2 separate regions of the Zea mays genome follow, and region 1 is linked to region 2. A link is a contact called in public Hi-C data. All regions are on one chromosome and are shown on one strand. The core of a region is the stretch at or near the end of the contact, and the rest is flanking DNA. Distances in the headings are between cores, read along the strand shown.

Evidence for each region. Hi-C and Micro-C count contacts between places; a contact is called where the count stands out from the background.
Region 1: a Hi-C map of leaf shows a contact between it and region 2, with 6 times the contacts expected there. The contact joins the promoter of LOC100274320 here to the enhancer-like site in region 2. A contact is called at or near these places in 4 of 25 Hi-C or Micro-C datasets (ear, endosperm, leaf and 1 more).

What each region holds. Positions count from the first base shown.
Region 1 is chr2:154,485,148-154,491,154 of Zm-B73-REFERENCE-NAM-5.0, reverse strand. LOC100274320 reads left to right here and starts at 2,565. Exons shown (of 2, transcript NM_001349939.1): 1 at 2,565-4,355; 2 at 5,451-6,007. The coding sequence starts at 2,770. The coding sequence ends at 5,901.
Region 2 is chr2:154,406,577-154,412,011 of Zm-B73-REFERENCE-NAM-5.0, reverse strand. No RefSeq gene overlaps it. Among protein-coding and RNA genes, the nearest start is that of LOC103647133, 9.8 kb to the right of the region's middle. Within about 2 kb of position 2,876, at least 14 of the 20 cell types and tissues checked have an H3K27ac peak or open chromatin away from gene starts, as enhancers often do. A contact at or near this core is called in ear, leaf and tassel, where this site is marked.

The sequences.
Region 1 (6,007 bases), core at 1,316-3,815, 79 kb before region 2:
AACTTCGTAATTATGCTCTTATCAGCCTTCGTCCAAGGCCCATTATCCTCAAGGGAATAATGTTTCATGGACGAAGGACATTGACATTTAACACTTTATGTTGCCTTGTTCTTAATTCATAGCAGTTGAGAACAAGTCCCCAACAACACACTTTCTCTCAATGATTCTCACAAGGCACTATCACTAAACACAAACGAGTAGCTCTTTCTTGCTTGATCTCTCTTTCGATGTGTATAGAAGTGTTGCTCTAGTAGATAGGAGTGAATACCCAACTCCAGATCATTCTTTACGTAGAACCATTGCTTCATCCAAGAGCCCGCCACTTCTTCCGAAATGTTAGCACATGATAGTTTGCCTCAGAGCGGGACACGAAGTTGTAGCAGCCGAAGTTGTTACGGTATTGTTCCTTTCTGGTTGCCTTCATCTGGTAGGATAACTCATGAATATTGCAGAAGCACCTAGCATCCGACTCTAGCCCTTGACTCCTCATAGCCCATATAAAAACCCCCACTTTGATAAAGGCTTCGGGGGTAAGTTGATGAAGGTATATTTCGAATGTCTTCAGAACTTCAACCAACATCTTGTGTAGTGGGAAGCGAAGCCCAGCTTTCATGAAGCTCTTAAAGACCACCACCTCATCAGCTTCGGGAAGGGGAACGGTGCTTCCCCAGCCCTTACTATAGAAATATCATGAAAATATTTTCCCTTCATCGCTTCGATTTGCCCTTATTTGATAGTTGACTTCCCAAAAACAACATGGCTCGGCCTACACGGCCGATGTTCGACATCTTCATTTCCACTCTCCATATCAAAATTGTCACTATCGCTGGAATCCCCAAACAACCCAGCTAGCATCTCATTGGTAATCTTTTCTGTGTTGGTCTTCTCCATTGCTTCGTAAAACCCAACCATTGTGGGGTTTGTAATCTTCTTGTCCTTAGCCATTTGGATGATGGTTACGATAAATGCCGAAGCTCAGAAATCAATCGAGCTCACAAAGAGAAGAAGGCTAAGATAGCAATCACAATGAAAACATCTAAATGGCACGAAAAATATTCACGGCACAGACTTCTATATATATATATATACTCAGAGCTCCATCGCTCGGTGGGTCTCAGTTCAGAATGATTCGCTATTCTAGCGAAGGGAAGGTGTTTTTTTGAACCTTCGGCTAAAGGCCTTCGTTCACGTCGCTGTCTGAATTTGTTACAAAGAAACAAATTAATATTGTGAGGGGCTACTGTTGGGGGCCTTCCTCTTTCGAAGGTCCACAAAAACATGACTAACCATCTGCTTTCAGCATAACATGGATTATTACAGGGAGCTTCAGCTTCAAGATGGAAGTTTTCTCCCAGGGCAAAGGTGTACTAGACGAATATATAGCCTGAAGATGATAAGAATGAACGCTGAAGCTATAGTCGAAGAGTAACATCTTCGGCTTAAGACGGTGATGAAGATCAAACATGATGCTAGCCCGAAGGGAAAAAGACTAGCCAGTCTCTAATGATTTATGTTATAGTTATGAGTAAATGTTGAGGACACAAATGTACTTTTACTCGGGCTGTGTCCCGTGCCTATAAATAGATGAACAATAGCACCGTACTGTTCACGCTGGATTATAATCGTTCTCGCGTCAGCACCTTCAAACAAGCCGAAGATATCAATGTAATGTACATTTTGTTAATGTTCACGTGTACATTATTAAATACATATGTGAATGAGCCAACGATTTACATTCATTATCTTTGTATATTCTTATTCATTCATTAAGTGACGAAGGCATGTCCTTCATGACCTTCGTCTGAAGATCATTATATCCAAGGGGAGATAATGCTTCGAAGGACGAAGGTCTTTTAATCCTTAACAAATGTGTTGCCTTGTTCTTAATTCACATCATTTGAGAACAAGTGACCAACAAGTACAATCTATATTGTAAAACATTGTTTTACATGATTATATACACGATCTGCTAGAAACTACCTAACAAAAATGTAAAACAGAAAAACTAAGGCTAAGAGAAAGCAAAAGGTTCTATCACAATCAAGAATTATATTTTTGTTTTAGAATTTCGAAAAACCATTTTATTGATCAAAGTTTGACATTTATGTAACATTTTCGGTGTACATAATGCTTTGGTGCACATCCGGTGTACATAAACTAACAAAATTCACAAAAAATCTGAAAAAATCATACATATTCTTTCTATCCTACCTCTATTATATACAAAATTTCATTTTTAAATTCATTATGCTTTAACTGTAAAAAAAGATAAACTTTCTGACAATTTTAAATTAGAAAATAGCCTAAAAAGTTTTTTACAGCTAAAATATATTGAATTTGAACTTGAAATTTTGTATATAATAGAAATAAAGCAAAAAAAATATGTATGAATTTTTTAAGAATGTTTTGTGAACTTTGTTAATTTATATGCATTATATATACACCAAATCATTATGTAGACCAGATATGTTCTCTTGTGTTGGGACCCTTGTTCCTGTCTCGGCGGCGTCTTCTTCTTTACTCCCGGTTTCCCTCCCTCGTCGCCGTCCATCTGCTATCTCAGGCGCTCAGCCAACTGACTCCACTGACCCCCAACTCCGCTGCCGACTGCCGAGCCCGGACTGGCTGACTGGGTGCGCGCGGCGCGGTGGTGCATCAGCAGCCCGCGCGGCGCCAAAACACACAAACTGCTCCCTCCCTCCATCCTATCCCCCCACGCTGGGTCGCCCGATCTGCATGCGCACGGCGGCTTCCTCTTGGCGTTTCTAGATGGGCTCCTCCTCCGTCCTCCTCTTCCCCTCGTCCTCCTCCGCCGCACCCTCCGCCCCCCATTCCTTTCCCCACTCTCATGCCACCGCCATCGCCTCCTCCCACTCCTTATTGCCGCCGCTGCCCTGCTCCAACCCCCCGCCTCCTCTTTCCTCGCAAGACCACGTCCTCATCCACTACATCCACCAGCTAGACGAGCAAGAAGCCGCCACCATGGTCCGCAAGCGCCCCGCGCCCGACATGGACCTCCCGCCGCCGCGCCGTCACGTCACGGGCGACCTCTCCGACGTTACGGCCGCAGCCGCCGCCGGTGGTGGTCCTGGCGCGCCGTCCTCCGCTAGCGCGCAGCTACCCGCGCTGCCCACCCAGCTCCACCAGCTGCCCCCCGCGTTCCAGCACCACGCGGCGGAGGTGGACGTGCCCCCGCAACCGCACCCGCCGGCCCATTCGCAGGCGGGCGGCGAGGCGCCCGCGTCCACGACCGCGTGGGTGGACGGCATCATCCGCGACATCATCGGGAGCAGCGGCGGCGGCGCTGTCTCCATCACGCAGCTCATCCACAACGTCCGCGAGATCATCCACCCCTGCAACCCAGGCCTCGCGTCCCTCCTCGAGCTCCGCCTCCGTTCCCTTCTCGCCGCCGACCCCGCCCCGCTGCCGCAGCAGCAGCGCGCTCTCCTGCACGGCGCTCCGGCCGCCGCCGCGGGGCTGGCGCTCCCTCTCCCGCCACCGCTTCCTGACAAGCGCCGCCACGAGCCTGCGCCGCGGTGCCAGCAGCAACAGCAGGAGGAGCCGCATCCGGCGCCGCAGTCGCCCAAGGTCCCGACCGCCGAGGAGACCGCCGCGGCCTCGGCCGCCGCGGCCAAGGAGCGGAAGGAGGTGCAGCGGCGGAAGCAGCGCGACGAGGAGGGCCTCCACCTGCTGACGCTGCTGCTGCAGTGCGCGGAGGCCGTGAACGCGGACAACCTCGACGACGCGCACCAGACGCTGCTGGAGATCGCGGAGCTGGCCACGCCGTTCGGCACCTCGACGCAGCGCGTGGCCGCCTACTTCGCCGAGGCCATGTCGGCGCGCGTCGTCAGCTCCTGCCTAGGCCTGTACGCGCCGCTGCCGCCGGGCTCCCCCGCCGCGGCGCGCCTCCACGGCCGCGTGGCCGCCGCGTTCCAGGTGTTCAACGGCATCAGCCCCTTCGTCAAGTTCTCGCACTTCACCGCCAACCAGGCCATCCAGGAGGCGTTCGAGCGGGAGGAGCGCGTGCACATCATCGACCTCGACATCATGCAGGGCCTGCAGTGGCCGGGCCTCTTCCACATCCTCGCCTCCCGCCCCGGCGGCCCGCCCAGGGTCAGGCTCACCGGCCTGGGGGCGTCCATGGAGGCGCTCGAGGCGACGGGGAAGCGCCTCTCCGACTTCGCCGACACGCTCGGCCTGCCCTTCGAGTTCTGCGCCGTCGACGAGAAGGTCGGCAACGTTGACCCGCAGAAGCTGGGCGTCACGCGGCGGGAGGCCGTCGCCGTCCACTGGCTGCACCACTCGCTTTACGACGTGACCGGCTCCGACTCCAACACGCTCCGGCTCATCCAAAGGTCCTCCATTTTCCTTCTCTGCCTTTCTTCCATGTCAAATCTTGATGCAATCATGACCACTTTTCAGCTGCTAACACTCGTATGACATTGGGTAATGTGAGCCTTACGGCAAGCATCAAGTGGTGGTAGTAGATCCAGTACAGCTATTCTAAAATATTCTTCGGACGTTTCCTGCTCATAGTAAAAAAATCGCGTTTTCAAGCTCAAAAAGCGATTTCTTCAGAGGTTTGCTGTTGAGCGCTATTTTGGAAACCCCATTTTCTCAATTAATTTTTAGTTTTTAAAGAAAAATTAGTTCATTTTTTCTCTTGTGAAATGGAGTCCCAAACTAACCCTAATATTAAAAAAAAAATCGCGTTTTGGAGCTCAAAACGCTCGTTGTTATGACCAACCAGCTTTATAGGTTTAAAAAGGTTGAATCTTGACAATGCTTTTAAAAAGGTTGAATCTTGACAATTCTTTTGAAAAGGTTGAATCTTGACAATGCTTTTGAGATGATACTGTAGTGTAGTCTGTAGTGGAGCATCCTCCATGGTCTTTGGTGATCCCACCGAACCACAAAAGATAGATTTCGCTTGCATTTGGTGTGTGGATCACTAGGAGGGAGCTGAAAGTTTATCATCATGGCCAACTTTCCATGCCAAAAGGTTTCTGGTTCCAAGTGCCAGGACGACCATGGTTACTGACTGAATGGAACAACTGCCATCTTCTACTACTAATCATCATTTGTTAACACGCTACAACTCGATCATCATCATGACCATCATCAGGAAGCTACACTCAGAAAGGCTTGTCAAAGGCTAGTCTTTTCTCCAATGGCTGACATGCCAGATTGCCAGCAGCACACATATGCATATCTCATCTGAAGCATGAGATAAACATGTACCCTGAACTGCAATGCCCTTGATTTGATGTATCATTAAAAACGCTAGCATTGTCGTTCTGGTACAGTGGCATTGCCACCAGCGATTACAGAACCGAATGGTTGTCACAAAACGCACATCCTGACTGACTGACGGCTCCCGCTGTTGGGGTTGGACCACGGGGACTGTTGATCGATTCCTTCCTTCCTTCCGTCCGTCCGTCCACCTGCAGGCTGGCCCCCAAGGTGGTGACGATGGTGGAGCAGGACCTGAGCCAGTCGGGGTCGTTCCTGGCGCGCTTCGTGGACGCCATCCACTACTACTCGGCGCTGTTCGACTCGCTGGACGCGAGCTACGGCGAGGACAGCCCCGAGCGGCACGTGGTGGAGCAGCAGCTGCTGGCGCGGGAGATCCGCAACGTGCTGGCCGTGGGCGGGCCGGCCCGCGCCGGCGCCGGCGGCGCCAGGTTCGGCAGCTGGCGCGAAGAGCTCGCGCGGTCTGGGTTCCGCGCCGCCTCGCTCGCCGGCGGCGCCGCCGCGCAGGCGTCGCTGCTGCTCGGCATGTTCCCCTCCGACGGGTACACGCTGGTGGAGGAGAAGGGCGCGCTCAGGCTCGGGTGGAAGGACCTCTGCCTGCTCACCGCGTCGGCGTGGCGGCCCGTCCAGACGCCGCCGTGCCGTTGAGAGCTGAAATCGTTGTTGGTTACCCAGCCAGTGGTAGATCTTCTTCGTACTATACTCCTGCTTGAGTTTCTTGTGCCACTTCTTTTGCATCTGTAGCTAGCTAGCT
Region 2 (5,435 bases), core at 1,627-4,126:
CTGTCACCCCGAGCCCACCTGTCAGCGCTCGCTACGCGTCCGTGCTCGCGCGCTCGACTGCGGGATCTAAACTCGGCCGTCCGCTTGTGATCGTGCGGTCCAGATTACCCGATACCCCTTCGTGTGGCAGTTTTGCGTAAGAGACCCTTGGGGTTCCGAGAATCAACCCGCCGTCCTGAGTTTTAGCGTGCAAGCCCTGGCTTCTTTTAAACAGACCCCTAACCTTTTAAATAATCATAGAATTGGGCTTAGTTTCATATTTTAAACTTCAAAACTTGTTTATTTCATATATTTTTCATATGAACTCCAAATTTAGTGATTCAAATTGCAAAATGTTCCTAGAAATATTCTCTGTCCATATAAATTATGATCATCCACATCTTGTGTACTTTAATTTTATGCTTAGACTAAAGGTTAAGTTTAATTAAAATGTATTTGTTTAGTAAAATAAATAAAAAGGAAAATGCTAATGGTACTTATAGGTTTAATGTTGTGAGATTAATAAAATGTTGTGTATGAATTGATCCCTGGTATAATTTTGTGTCTCACTAATTAGTGGCACTAAACTAAATAGTCCATAATATCTAGGGAATCACTGATCTCTAATTATATTAAACCCTAACATTTTGGTCTACCCCTTTTATGTTCATAATGTCTTGTCAAACTAGTATATACTTGATTGTACATGTTTGGTTGTTGTTCATTTGTAATTTCCAAATGTATTCAATGTATGATTGCTTTATTTAGACAACGAGCAGCCCGTGGTTCCTAAGTGTGTTGCCGAAGATCTTCCTGAGCAACAACCTAGTGAAGGCAAGTGTCCTCTGACCTATTATGTCCTACAAACCTATAATTCACCATCCTTCATTACATTAATGAAACCTAAGGATTGACTAATCTGTATTTACCTTATCCTTGTTTACCTTTTGGGTTATCATGGTTAGCTTTATGCTATTGCTTTACCTTAATCAATGAACATGATGTGAATACTTATGATACAATGATGTTATCCCGATGATGTTCTTGTGATACTTTAGGGGACTCGGGTTATTTTCTGAGTACCTCTCCGTAAGGACCTGTTTGGGGAGTGACAACCCGGGACAATAGTGCAACCATGAGGGTGGAATGGGACGCCTTTAGCTGATTAATTAGAGGAACCAGAGGAGTAGTTGGCTTCGCCGTAGGGTCGTCAATGGGGTCCGAGCACAGTACTTGCTCTGCCAAGGTTGGTTGCAGAGGTTCTTGATTTGGTTTTGTTAGTCACCCTTCCTTTGGGGAGAGGTACTGTGTTTATCAAACTGGAGAAACCTAATGGGAGGCTATGACCTTTAGGGAATCTTTGTAAAGGCTACGTAGTGAGACCCTGCTAGGTCACCTTGGTAGTGATCAATGGGGAGGCTAGAACCCTGGGCAGAATGGGAATCACGACTTGTGGGTAAAGTGTGCGACCTCTGCAGAGTGTTAGAAAACTGATATATCAGTCGTGCTCACGGTTAAGAGCGGCCTTGGGATCCTCTTTGATTAGAAGATCTTTGGTTACTTTTATGATGATGATTAATGATGATGGTATAAATATGGTCTCTCGTATTTCCTCTTGGAGGGAGTGCTTTTGGGTAATAATTGGGTTTATACTAAAACTTGGCTCCACTTATATTAATAAATACTTGACCAACTAAAAGCAACTGCTTAACCTTAACTCCATATACAGCTAGTCCACTTTAGCTAAACGGGACATTTGCTGAGTACGTTGATGTGTACTCACCCTTGCTTTACAAACCACCCCACCCCAGGTTGTCTCCACTGTACTCAGTGCTCAGGAGGAGATGCTGGCAACATGGAGGTCTTTGAAGAGTTTCAGGACTACGATGAGTTCTAGTTTATTCTAGTGGCAAAGCCCTAGTCAGCTGCCTGTGAAGGCCTTGTCTTCTACGTTTCATATATCCGCAATTTGATGTTAATGACTATGTTATAGACTCAGTGGATGTCTTGGACATCTTGTTGTAATAAAGTACTTTTCCGCTATTTACTTTGAGCATTGTGTGATGATGTCCAATTATGTAATCACTGTGTACGTGAGTTTCTGATCCTAGCACGTACATGGTTCGCATTCGGTTTACCTTTCAAAACCGGGTGTGACACGCACATGGCCGACTCATGTGGATACATGCGAGCCATTGGATCCTAAGTCAGTGGCACTGATTAAAACAAGTTAACCGTTACATTACGATCTATTCATGACTATCCATCTCTAGATCATCGACCATCACATCTCCTCTTGCCCCAACGACAACCAGGGTGGCTGTGCCTCGCCGGCGAGCGACGTGTCGACGCTCCGGTGATCAAAATCGCATGCATGCTTGATCAAAGTTGCGAACATTGTAGAGTGTGTCTCATTGTGACTAGAGTGGCGACTAGGCCTTGCGACAGTGCTCGACAACTCCACCGTGGTCGCCAAACTCCAATGAAGAATCTTGCAGCCTCTAGCTGATCACACACGCTCAATTAACGACACTCGTGTCTTACATGTTCTGTCGAGTCCCTTAAACTACATGTCGAGCGTGGACGCTACGTACTTTGAGTACGGTAGTACGGCGGTGCTCGGGATCTCTCTCTCGACTTGAGCTAGTGCAGCGACTTTCGATTTCAAGGGCCACAATCTTGATGGATTTGAGGGGGTCATAGGCGGCCAGTATATATAACATGGGGGTTGAATCTAGACCAAAGAAAGGCTCGGTCGAGGCAGGAGAAGTCCGAGCGGACATCGGTGTTCTATGTCCGAAGCTGACTTGGGGGTAGGGAACGGAACTGGCGGAGTGGGCCCACATATCATAGGCATTGGCTGAACGCGTGGCAGGCGGGCGCCACTCCAAAACGAACACGACTTTCTATTTTACGCCAACGTGGTGGTTCAGGCGTGGGTTTGGGCCAAGTCCGGGCTCACTCGGGTGCCACACCGACGAGTAGAAAGCTGATTCAAGGAGTGAATCTGGCATGCGGTGCGTGGAGTTTCTGTTTTTCTTCTTCGTCTCTTTTTTGTTTTTCTTTTATTTTCTATTTTTCCTTTTCTATTTCAATCTCAAATTTTAGATTTAAATCTGAATTGAATTTTAAAATCCAAGTCAATATGCATCTATAAAAAACAACATGCAATACGAAGTAGAATTTTTATATTTATTTTATTTATCTTATTTTTGTCTTATCATTTATTTTGAGAAAAATATATTTAGATGCACAAAGTATCTCCTCACCAAATAATTCATTTGGAGAGTTTTATTTAAATTTCAAACAAGGAAATTTGGGTATTACATAAGCAGCCCACCCTGAGATTTGTGACTGAAGGGGTGGGGCTTGGGTTACCGTGAACTCTAATTTTTACACTATAAAATTTAAAGAAACGGTTTAAGCTAGGATCGAGCTATATTTCTATTTATTTTTAAACTAAAATTAATTTAGGACCTAACCAATTATAAAGAAATGTCTGGATATTTAGATAATGATCCATTATCATCCTTAGATGGGGGTGTAGTAGTGCAGCCTTTGTTGATTTCCCTTTTGGGTGGTGTGCTGAGCTAGGCAGCCTGACGCACTGACCAAAGGATTGTGGATTCATGAACCGTGACCAAAATCCTAACAGAAACCCGAACAGTAATTACACTCTTGAGATACATACTTTATTAGTGGATTGACCGGATTTATACAGAGGCTTAAGTATAAGGACCGAAATTGTATTTTACTCTTTTATATACAATTAAATATTCCTGCATGTTAATAGCTAAAAGTTGAGCGCAAGAACAATGTTACGTTGTTGCTGCCTTAGATTTGTTCGCTGATGAAACCAACCAAAATGTCCAATAAACAAATACCATGCGCTTCAGGACAAACGGACCGTGCTCGATCCCGAGAGTCCACAAGTGCTTGCATATAGCATGGCCACACGCAAAGGAGATAGTGATTGATATTAATAACCGGCGGTTGCTTGCTCGCTCTGCGTGACATGAACTCGCGCATTCAGCCTCGTGTAATCATGAGGATAGGGTTCGTCTTAATGTATTTAATTTGGTGCCCTGTATTCAGACAGCTTTGCCTTAACTCGCATGCATGCTTGCTGAAATAGCGTCCTTCAGATTAAGCAAGCAACCCATGGGTCATCAGTAGCTCGTCAAACTAGATAAATAGCCGAACTCGTGCGAGTTCATATAATATAAGTAATTAAATTGTATACCTCTTTATATCAACTTAAGCTTTTGATTTGAATTGGTAGTGCATGCAGTTTAATATGGTATCCGATCACGATTAAGATGGCTGGCACTTCACCGGCGTTGTCTTGGCTCCCGCGGCCGCAGGCTTGGCGTCATGGTCACTATGGTCACTGCCGAGGCTTCTGGCGACGACCAGATCGCTGATGACGTCGAAGTTCGGCCGGCACTGTCTGTAGAAATAAGCCGGTTAGGTTTACTGGCTGAACCAATGCCATCACTTGATGCCATTGCAGCGCATCATAACGTCCGGGCTTGCCGCCTCTTCCTTCCAGAAACAGGAGCGTTTGCAAGAAAAAAGTGTATTAGAATCAGCAGAAGTCTCTGTGAAACGTGCGCAGAGACAGGAATAGGCGTGTTTCTTTAGCAAGATATCGAAGCTTGCAGCCATTAGAATCAGCAGAAGTCTCTGTGAGCTAGAGGCTGCAACTGTCCCCAGAGCAAGTTCTGGAACGAGTGTATTCCCTTGTCCAGCAAACCCTTAGCCAACAGACTGGCCTTTGGAGTTGCCAAGATCTCTCAACTGGAACTTTCATTCAAGGAGATTATTTTCGACTACAGGAAACAACCTAAGTGCAAGCCACAAGTTTTCTGAAGCACCGTAACACCCGTTGCACAGTGCTTCCCTTTTTAATAGTTGAAGAAAAATGATAATAGAAAATGAATAGGATTGTATAATAATATTTTATAGTTGTAGTGGGATATAGGGGAGAATATAGGAGGAACCGCTGCGGGAGATGAAATAGTATGGGATGAAATGTTATTGATGTGACGCAAAAAAAGATACATGTGAGAAAATTTAGGAGAAACCGTTGCGGATAGCCTTACTAGAGGTAGTTATTTGGTGCCAGTCCAAAGAAGAAAGAAGATGAAAAAGGTCCTATCGATGTAGGTCCATTCCCAAAATCTCTCCGTTGGCTCGGTTTCCGAACCTCCCTGACATGTCTTTGTATCAATCAGTTCAAGCTTTTGGGTTGAACTGGTTGGCGTATGCAACTTAATATGGTATCAGAGCCAAATATCTCAAGTTCAAATCTTAGTTAGCACAATTAAATAAAATAAATGTTGCTTGTTTCTATATTTCACGGCAGAGACCCAAAAGAGACTCAACATGAGGAGGAGTGTTAGAATATAATATAAGTGAATTGTTCAATTTTTACCATCAGTTTAAGCTTTTAG